Linked DNA regions of Mus musculus: region 1 is linked to region 2. A link is a contact called in public HiChIP or PLAC-seq data. All regions are on one chromosome and are shown on one strand. Each heading gives the region's core, a stretch centred on a gene start, on an enhancer-like site or on the middle of the called end of the contact. The rest is flanking DNA. Distances are from core to core; before and after follow the strand shown.

Region 1 (4,882 bases), core at 1,360-3,859, 98 kb before region 2:
ATAAGCTCCTGTCAAGAGACTGGTGGGCTCACTACAGAGGAGGGCTTCGGGTGGTGTCATAGCTCTGTGTATGTTTATAGTCTACAGGGATGGGGGTCGTCCTGGGAGCTCACACATTAGACAAGTGCTGCCCCCGCCCTCCTCCCTCTCTGATTTTGGTGCCAGCCTGGTCTATAAAGTCCCAGGATAGCCAGGGCTACACAGATAAACCCTGCATCAAAATAAAATAAAATAAAATAAAATAAAATAAAATAAAATAAAATAAAATAAAATAAAATAAAATAAAAAAATAAAATAAAATAAATCAGTAATAAAATACCAGCACTGACTTTGTCACCTAACTTTGCATTTCAGCAAATACCCAATGGGCTAAAAAGAAATAGATATTTGTTCTTTATCCTGAGTTTCTGCTAACACTTCTCAAGCCAAGAGAATAAGAGAGATTTCTGAGGATGGTACCAAGGCTGTCCTCTTGTTTTCACATGTGTATGCATATATGTGCACTTCCACATGTGTACACATGCTCCCATGCATGTACATTCTTAAACATGAACAACATGCACTACACATTTACATATGCACATTAAAAACAACAATTCATGTTCTCTGCTCTTCTGGCACACAATTCCTGAAGCGTTACCTATTGAATAATTTATTTATTTATTTTTTGCCTCAACTGAAAAAGGCATCCATTTATTTCCCATCTTCATTCCTTCAGCAAGTGTTTGGAGGGGAGCCACCATGTCTCAGAAGCCATCCTTGGGGTCCCACAGTGAGACAGCGAGTTGGTGTCCCCACTTAGTGGAGCAGGGGATCCAACTAAGTGTGTTATAAGAGCTTTCAGGTGACCCTAAACATCCCTGGGGAGAGGGTACCAGACAAGGCTTCACTCCCAGTTAAGACTATGAAGGGTCGCTTTTGTGTCTGTAATGAACTCAGATCCTCAGCATTCTTTCAGGGCAGGAACAGCCAGGTCCATCTGGCTCCCCTCACTGTGTGGCCTTCTCCTTGACACAAGTTTCTTTTCCATGGGAGGTCTACTGCTCTGACATCTCAGGGTGAGGGAGGAGCATCCAACCTGTTCACCATTCTGTCTATACCAGCCTTCAGTGATCCTGGCATCATGGGCACCTCATTTCATCAGGTCAACACAACCACATGGCCAAGCAGCAAGCTCCAGGTAGCAGTGGACACCACATTATCCTGCCAAATCAGGATTGCCCATGGGCACTATCAAAAAGATCCCTCATTGCAGGCCTCCCACTGGCCCACTGTCTCTGCTAACATAATGTCTGCCCCACTGAGGTGGCCCACTCTGTCTGTTACCATAGTCATTTTGGTCCCATTCCTGAGCAGGAAGAAAGGGCTTCCTCCCATTGTTCTGCCTACAGCCTTGTCATTCAGCAGTGAATTCAGAGCATACCCTGTGAGGAGGAGGAAGAAGAAGAGGAAGAGGAAGAAGAGGAAGAGGAGGAGGAGGGAAGAGGAGGAGGGGGAGGAGGAGGAGGGAAGAGGAGGAGGGGGGAGGAGGAGGAGGGGAGAGGAGGAGGGGAGAGGGAGAGGAGGAGGAGGAGGAGGAGGAGGAGGAGGAGGAGGAGGAGGAGGAGTGTACTGAGTTAGTGACTCTCTTTCCTGCTTTCTTGTTCTGGGAGTTTCAGGAGAAACTTGAAAGATTGCCTGTGAAGAGTTTGTGAGTCCAGGCATTAACTACCGTCCCCTGTTGTTGATTGAGAACCTTTTAAAAACAGACATTTAGTGCATACACAGTGTGTGTGTGTGTGTGTGTGTGTGTGTGTGTGTGTGTGTGTGTGTGTGCACAGTCTGTGTATGGGAGGGTCACAGGGTCAGAGAACAACTTAGATGATTCAGTTCCCTCTTTCCATCATGTGAGTCACAGAATCAAACAGATCAATAGCTTGAGGCCTTAAGCACCTTTGCACACTGAGTCACCTCGCCAGCCCTAGTTGGACTTAGGGCTTGTTCATGCTCCTTGCAGCTTCTCAGAGAAACTTGTCAGACAGTCAGGAATCTCCTTCACAAGTCCTAGTCATTATCTGATCACATACTTCACTTCAGGTTAGTGGAAACTAGGGGCCTTCTCATACATCCCAAGGGTCCCACGAAAGCCATTAGACATAGAAGTGAATACTACATATGTATAAAGGGGCCTTTAAAGAGCCCAAGATAATTTTTGATCTTGAGCTGCAATATTCCAGCTCTCTGCATTAAGGAATTTCTAATCATTCAACCAGCCTGGTACAAGGTTTAGCATGGGGGGGGGGGGGGCAGAAATAACCCCTTGGGAAATCAACCTGCCTTCTAGAACCTTCAACACAGGTGTGGCATTTTTTTTCTGAGAAATTCGATTACAAAGGTTTTATCAAGAGGGGTGTGATGGGGGCTCCTTTTCAGAGGTGAAGCCTAGAGAGGACCCTGAATCTCTCCTGTTTTGCCTGCCCGGCTCCATAAGCTCTCTCAAGAACTGCACAAGGGAGGAGGTATACAAGATGCAGAAGCCTCTGGTGCAGGATGAAGCCAGGACAAAGGCGGAGATTTGTGGAGAGTGGAGGGCGATCCTTCCTTGCAGCTCTCTCTCTAGGAGTCAATGGGTGTGGTAGGACCTTGTTCCTGTGCGTGCCTGCTGTGGTGGCCTCAGAACCCTCAAGGCCTCAGGCTCTTGAATGGTGGCCAGTGTTTCATCCCTGAGCGGCTATTTCCCAGTTACCCCTCACTTGTAAGGATATCAGCAGGTAGCCTGAGGGAAAGGTGTTCAGAGACTCAGGCTACTCCCCATGGATGCCCTTAAGGCATTATTATACATCTACAGTGTAAGTATAGAAGTAGGAGAGAGAAATAAACTTTACCATGCAACCCTAGCTGGCCTCTAGTTTACAACCCTCCCGCCTCAGCCTCCTAAGTAGCTGAGGTCACACAGGTATGCCTCCATGTGCAGCTGGGACAACTGATCCTTCTGTTCTGTCCCTGCTTCTCAGTACTAGTGCACTGTGCAGCCTTCTCAGATTGGCTTCTGTCATTTGCTGTCACAGTTACATTCTTCTTGGACACTAAACATATTCCTGTGGCTGTCTAGATGGTCTGCCCATTTACCCACTGAAGGCTGTCTTGTGTGAGGGAGCTCTCACTCATACTCTGAGTTTGTGCAGGTGTTAGCACAAGGGCAGACTATCAGACAGAGCCACACATCTCATTACCAACCGTGACACGGTGGCCCAGATTTCCTACTTAAATTAGAAATCAGACATCTCAGGGGCTTTGTAAGAAGAATATTCTCCAGTAGGAGATTAGAAATACTGTTTAAGCATGAACTCCCACAGGACATGTGTCAGACAAAGAATAGGGAGTCTAAGGAATTCTGCCAGAGGTAATTTAGAAAAATGGTTAGAAGTCTTTGTGCATGTATGCATGGTGTGTGTGTGTGTTATATAGGTGGATAGATAGATGAGATGATTGATTGATTGATAGATGATAGATATGTGGGTAGGTAGGTAGATAGATAGATAGATAGATAGGCAGATAGATAGATAGATAGATAGATAGATAGATAGATAGATAGATAGATAGATAGGTAGATAGGTAGATAGGTAGATAGAGTCTCCTGTAACCTGGGCTAATATCAGAAGGAAGTCTTATGTGAGGGAGTCCTCAATCTGCAAACAGTAGAGCCTTCAGGATTTGAGAATTACCTTGAATTTAAGAGCCTCTTGCCTCTGCCTTCCAAGTGCTGGGAGGCATGTGTCACTGTGCCCTGTTTTATTCAATGCCCATTTACCCAATGAAACCCAGGGCTTTATACATGCTAGGCAAGACCTATACCAAGTGAACCACAGCCCTGCCCACTCTAGGAATATTTTAAAATAGTGAAAGCACCTGGAAGGGCAAGTGTCTGAACCCTGAATGGATTGGAATAAGCTGTCCAGTCAACTGCTCCTTCAAGGACATGTGACAATATCTATGGACATAGAATCAGTAAGGTTTTAAGACTGACAGTCCATTTATCACAGCAGCTGAATCCTCAGTGCCAGAGCCTCGTCTGAATGAAAGGAGGGAAAGGAGAAAGTCAGATGAATGCCAGCAGTTATCTCCTTCTGCATCTTGCCCCTCCCAGATGTGAACAAACCTTCCCACACTCCCACCTCTACACCTCTGCCACAATGGACTGCACCCTCTCAAATCATGAGGTAAATGATGACCTTAAGGGTTTGGTCAAGTATTTTTTTTATTAGATATTTTCTTTATTTACATTTCAGATGCTACCCCGAAAGTTCCCTATACCCTCCCCCACCCTGCTCCCCTACACACCCACTCCCACTTCTTGGCCCTGGCATTCCCCTGTACTGGGACATATAAAGTTTGCAATAACAAGGGGCCTCTCTTCCCAATGATGTCCAACTAGGCCATCTTCTGCTACATATGCAGCTAGAGACACGAGCTTTGGGAGTACTGGTTAGTTCATATTGTTGTTCCACCTATAGGGTTCCAGACCCCTTCAGCTCCTTGGGTGCTTTCGCTAGCTTCTCCATTGGGGGCCCTGTGTTCCATCTTATAGATGACTGTGAGCATCCACTTCTGTATTTGCCAGGCACTGGCATAGCCTCATACAAGACAGCTATACCAGGGTCCCTTCAGCAAAATCTTGCTGGCATATGCAATAGTGTCTGGGTTTGGTGGCTGATTATGGGATGGATCCCCAGGTGGGGTAGTCTCTGGATAGTCCATCCTTTTGTCTTTGCTCCAAACTTGGTCTCTGTAACTCCTTTCATGGGTATTTTGTTCCCTATTCTAAGGAGGAATGAAGTATTCACACGTTGGTCTTCCCTCTTCTTGATTTTCTTGTATTTTGCAAATTGTATCTTGGGTATTC
Region 2 (5,366 bases), core at 1,258-3,757:
ATAAACCCTTGTTCCAATACCACAGTACAGACTTTCTTCCTCAGAAGGACAATGCAATAGGAATACCAACACGACACCCCACTCCTCCCCTCATACATCAGACACCCCACTCCCCTCTCGAGGATATTTCAGGAGTTGTGGTGATTCCTAACATTAGGGGCTGAGCTCACATTAAACAAAGATTCCCCAGAAGAAATGGGATCTGAACTAGCTTTTGATGCATAGGATACCAGGATTATACAAGAACTTCAGCACTGCCCACAAACGCCACCTAGGAAAAGCATGCTTTCTCTCCTGGCTCTTCCTATCCCTGCCCTGTCTGCCAGGCCCGCAGGGTAAGGGCAGTCTTCATTCTCAAACTGCTCAGCCAACGTTGTGAGCCAGTTGTGAACTTTATGTAAACATTCATGTCTATGGTGGAGGAGGGATTTACACTCTGACACAAATAGGATCCAAAAAGACCTGACTGGCCTGGGTGATGTTGAGATAAAGCCGGGACTGTGAGCAGCAGGGGGGGGAGGAGACTTTTCTTTGGAAAGTGAGCCAACAGGTTTGTCTTGTTTCGGCATCCATTTAACACAGTTTTTTTTTTTTTAAAAAATACCGCAACACAGCCTAGAACTCTTTCTGTGTCGATTACAAGTTCAGGAACTCACCCCAGATTTCCAAACAATAAATTTACCTGATCTGGCTGGAGGTTGGGTGTTTACAATAGTGGGTAATTAATAAAATAATTTACCCGGCCGCAGCCCAAAGGAAGTTGAGAAGGGTCAGCCTGAGAGGCAGAGAGGAGGGAGAAGGAACGGCTGGAGTAACCCAGGTGCAGTTGAGTCACTTGCAAAGGTGGGGCAGGGGCATAACACACTGTTCCTGGCAAGAACTCACAAGGCTCGGATTCCAGAGTGTCCCTGGGCACTGTGTGACCTTGTGCCTGCCAAAAGGGGCCATTTCAAAAATTGGATCTCATGCATAAGAAGAAGGCACGGTACTGAGGCCCTTTGAGAGTCCCTCTGGCTGTCCGTGCACCGTTTATGTCCTTCCTAGCCTGCACGCATGGCTAGCCACCACTGACGAAACCTGGCCTCTCTCCATCTAGTCTAACTGCTATGCCCCTGGGCATGTATGTTCAGCTGGATTTCTAAGCCTCTTGAAGACGTTGAAGCCTCAAAGTAGAAGAGAAGCTCAACGCACCTAAAGTTGAAGTAACCGCTGATTCAGGAAGCCCCACCATGTGGGGCCCAGGTCAAGTGACTCCCTTCCCTTCTCCCACCCTTCCTCCTACTCTGAAACCCCCATAGGCCTGCCTGCTTAGAGGTCACCTGCAGAGAGCAGAGTGATGTCACCACTGTCCCCAAAACAGATCCAAAGAAGCTGTAATAGGTCTACAGTAGGGAAGGGAGTCACAGTCATGAAGGTGACCCATCCAAGGGTCATTGCTAGGTTTCTCGGCCTGGGGTCTCTGGGATGGGGCCAGAAGGAGGCGAACGCTCTTAAGCACAGGATACTCTCCTCATCTCCTGGTCTTGCTGCTCAGTTGCCAGGACAGAAATGTCGGGGACCTACCCTCCCATCAGCTCCTACCTGCTCCTCACAAGGACGGAGAAGTGAATGAGACCCCTGCAGCCTCAAGGTCCAGAGTGTTTGAGACCATTCCCAAAGAGTAACAGCTGCAGTACCCATATCGTGCTCCGGGGTCACCTCACTGGCTGCCGCCACTGCGAGCCACCGCAGGATGCGCCCAGCGGAGGCCTGGGGACGCCGGGGTTTGGGGTAAGGTGGCAGCAGCGGCCCTACCTGTGGTGGAGAGCACGGTGCTGGCGAAGAAGAGCGCCGAGGTGAAGTCCCAATTCCAATTTCCCGAGGCGTTGCTGAGCACCGACACTCCATAATTGCTGGCCTCCAGCACGCGGCCCAGGAACTGCTCCAGCTGCGGCTCCGACAGGCACTCGTGCTCCTCCAGGAAGCGCCGCTTCAGCTTGCGCAGCTCCTGGCGCAGCAGGTCCTCATAAGGCAGCTCCACGGACGAGAAGACCACGGCGCCGAACACCAGGTAGAGCAGGTAGCCCAGCACCAGGAAGCCGAAGCACCAGGCCGAACGGTGCCGCTCCACCAGGCGCACGCACGAGCTGCCGGCCAGGGACTGCAGCATCTTCCCGGCGCCCGCGCTCCGCGCCTCCCGCCGCCGCTCCCTTTCCTGGTTTCGTGCAAATACAAGAGGCCAGATGATGTGGCGGTGACGTGGTGGCCGGCTCAGGTAGCGGGAGTTGGTCGGGCGGAGCGCTCTCACCCACTTGGCGGGAGCTGCTGGCTGCCCGCGCCCCCTACCTGGCTTCCGAAACCGGAAAGTGCAGGTTTGGTGGCGCCAGACCCTGGCCAGGCCACCCGGAGGCTGCCTGGCTCCCTCTTCCCTTCCCCAGTGCAGTCAGCAGGCCTGAGCTGAGAGAGAGAGAGAGAGAGAGAGAGAGAGAGAGAGTGTGCGCGCGCGCGCGCGCGCCACCGTAACCCCCGTCCTAGCTACTTTTGTCCCCCCAGGCATTCCTCCTGATTAAAGCTACTATAGCCAAATACCAAGGGTACAGATAGATCCTGTCTTCCTCTGTCTTGTTGACTGGACAGCTAAGCCATTTGCTGCCCAGACTATTGAAAATACAATGAACCTCTTTCTAAAAAGCTACTTGAATCCTCTCCTGACCCCATCCTCCACCTGGAACAGGAAAACACAGCTTCTGGATTTTAGCCTAAACAATACCCCAAACTTTAAGGACTTCGTGGTCAGGAGACAGAAATGGAAATGTGCGCTAGGGCACGGAGGAACTGATGGTGGATGAGGTTGGGTTCTACATTTCTGCATAGACATGTGCAGCCGTGTGCTTCTAGAGTCTAGCTGTGTGCTTCTAGGGGTGGGGGTGGAGGACCTGACTCTGTGACACTTCCTAGAGAAGGATGACAGTCACATACATAAGACTCAGCATAGCTGTATCCTGTCTTATATATCGTGCCATACATCATACCTATTGTCTTAGGTTTTTATTGCTGTGAAGAGACGCCATGACCACAGCCGTTCTCATAAAGGAAAATATTTACCTGGGTCTGGTTTACGGTTTTAGAGGTTTAGTCTATAATTATCATGACTGGGAACATGGTGGCACACAGGCAGACATGATACTGGAGAAAGAGCGGAGTGTTCTACATCTGGATTGGCAAACAGGAGAGAGAGAGAGAGAGAGAGAGAGAGAGAGAGAAAGAATAAAACTGGGTCAGCGTGAGCATTTAAAACCTCAAAGCTCAATCCCCTGCGACACACTTCCTCCAACAAGGCTACACCTCCTAATAGCGCCACTCCCTATGAGCCTGTGGGGGCCATTTTCATTCAAACCACCACTCCACACACAGAGGTGTATTTTTGTCATTACATGCACATGGAGTCAAGAGTCAGGGACATTCTAAAGGCTCCTAACTAGGGGAATGGGAGCAGGAAAGATGACGTAGTGGTAAAGTACTTGGGTACCCAGACTTGTGGTCAGACACTCAGGACTCGAATTAAAAAAAAAAATGTTGAAGCATCATCATCATCATCATAGCATTATCATTATTATCAATGTCTCCAATGAACTCCGGGAATGGACTCCGGTTGCCGGGACCGTGGTTAGCACCTGGACTGCTGAACCGTTCCCCAGCCAAGATGACATCTGATCTTTAAAGATGAATTTGAAGACTATGCAGACGTAAGCACAGCTGTCTGGAATCTCAAATATGCGAACCGTTTATGCTGTACCCTGTAACAGAACTGTGTCTGCAAAGCAGGCTAACATGTAGAAGTAGAACTGCCTCCAGCAGCTGTTTGTGGGGAAGTAGAGGAGAGAGGTAGCTTCAATTTCTTATATTAAAAAAAAATACTCCTCATCTATGGTAGATGATATCAGTAAGAGAAAGCATTAAAGTAAATCCGAATTAATCTAAATACTTGGAAAATTCCATCATCTGCCTACTGAACAGACGTTCTTAGAAGTCATATATTCATAGAGAGTGTGCAGCAGATTTACTCTTTTTTTTTTTTTTTAATTTTAGTGAATAATCTCACCTCCTGCCTTCCTCAGAGATCCCTCCACATCACTCTCTGTATTTCAAAGTCCCCCCATTGGTCATCCATTTCTTCCTTCTTCCCCTCTCCCAAGGACAAACACATCTTGTTTTCTAGGGGAAACAGTAACCCACCACATTGGGTGTTTGCTTTCTGAGACACAGAGCTGCGCTCCAGCTCTCTGAGAACCCGAGTCACGCTCAGCCGTCCTTTCCTCCTCACACACTGTCCTGTGAGATGCTAAGCTATGCTCACCTGCCCTGTTTGTCCTTGGGGTTGTCATTCCCTGGAGGATATACCATCAGAGGCCTCCTGCCCTCACAGTGTTACCCTCCTCTCTGTTGTTCCCTGCTGCTGCCGCTTCAAGATGCCTCCTCCACCTGAGGGGCCCGGGTTACCGGTTCCTGCTAGTGTCTCTGGTGTGTGGGGGTCGGGTGCTTCTTCCTTCTCCGAAGCCCACAACTCTCCCAGTGTCCTGGATGCTGCGATGATAGTGATACTGCGTGTCCAGGTATGGTGGCTTCCTCATGCACACAAACACACATGCAGCAGGTAGGGACCTTAACACAGGTGTTGGCAAATTCTCAGACTCCTCTTATAAAAAGGCAGAGCTGGGTCTTCTGTGCTTGAGACTGGGTTGCCCGAGACTGTCCCAACCAGCGGACTTCATTAAAGAAAACACTGTGTGACTTCTAAGGGAAGGACATAAAAACCGAAGCTGCTGACCTTGACCCCTGGAACACTCGTCCAGTCAGGGAACCTTGAACCTCGGTGGGAAGGCCACATGTATGTGTCAGGTGGGTAGTTCATTTGAGTCCAACCTCCTGATCGATCATTCAGTGACACAGCAAAATAGGGCTGTAGTTTTCCCCCAAACTTCAAACCCAGAATCCACTGGACTAGTATCTGCGTGTGTCCTCTGGACTACACAAATCTCTCATCTGAGCCCTGCCTGAGTCATGAGAGGTTCTTGTCTTAAGTCACCCAGTCTTGTATTAACTTGTTACACTCTAATAAACACCTGGAACAAGGAGCATCTTGGCTTTCAAAGGTCATCATTAGACATTTTTCTTTTAGATGAGTGGTCCATGCTTGTACCCTAATGCTTCGGAGGAGGAGACTAGCAGAGCCATGGTACTGGCTGGGCAGCCAGTTTAGCCTACTTGGCATGAGTTCCAGCCCTGTGAGAGACCCTGCCTCAAAAGACAAGGTGATGAGCACCTAAGGAAAGACAGCTGAGGTTGTCCTGTTTGTCCTCCAGAATATGTATGTGCATGTGAGCATG

Evidence for each region. HiChIP or PLAC-seq counts read pairs in DNA pulled down with a chosen protein or histone mark.
Region 1: a contact with region 2 is called in a FOXA1 HiChIP or PLAC-seq map of pancreatic cancer cells. The contact joins the enhancer-like site here to the promoter of Kcnk1 in region 2. A contact is called at or near these places in 1 of 39 promoter capture datasets (embryonic stem cells), 2 of 484 Hi-C or Micro-C datasets (cerebral cortex and granulosa cells) and 2 of 115 datasets of contacts at active chromatin or transcription factors (oligodendrocyte precursor cells and pancreatic cancer cells).

The regions. Positions count from the first base shown.
Region 1 is chr8:126,091,233-126,096,114 of GRCm38.p6, reverse strand. The region is part of intron 1 of Gm46072 (a long non-coding RNA gene); the gene reads right to left. Among named protein-coding and RNA genes, the nearest start is that of Gm46072, 21 kb to the right of the region's middle. Within about 2 kb of position 2,609, at least 14 of the 459 cell types and tissues checked have an H3K27ac peak or open chromatin away from gene starts, as enhancers often do. A contact at or near this core is called in pancreatic cancer cells, where this site is marked.
Region 2 is chr8:125,992,243-125,997,608 of GRCm38.p6, reverse strand. Kcnk1 (potassium channel, subfamily K, member 1) reads right to left here and starts at 2,507. Exons shown (of 3, transcript NM_008430.2): 1 at 1,795-2,507. The coding sequence starts at 2,149.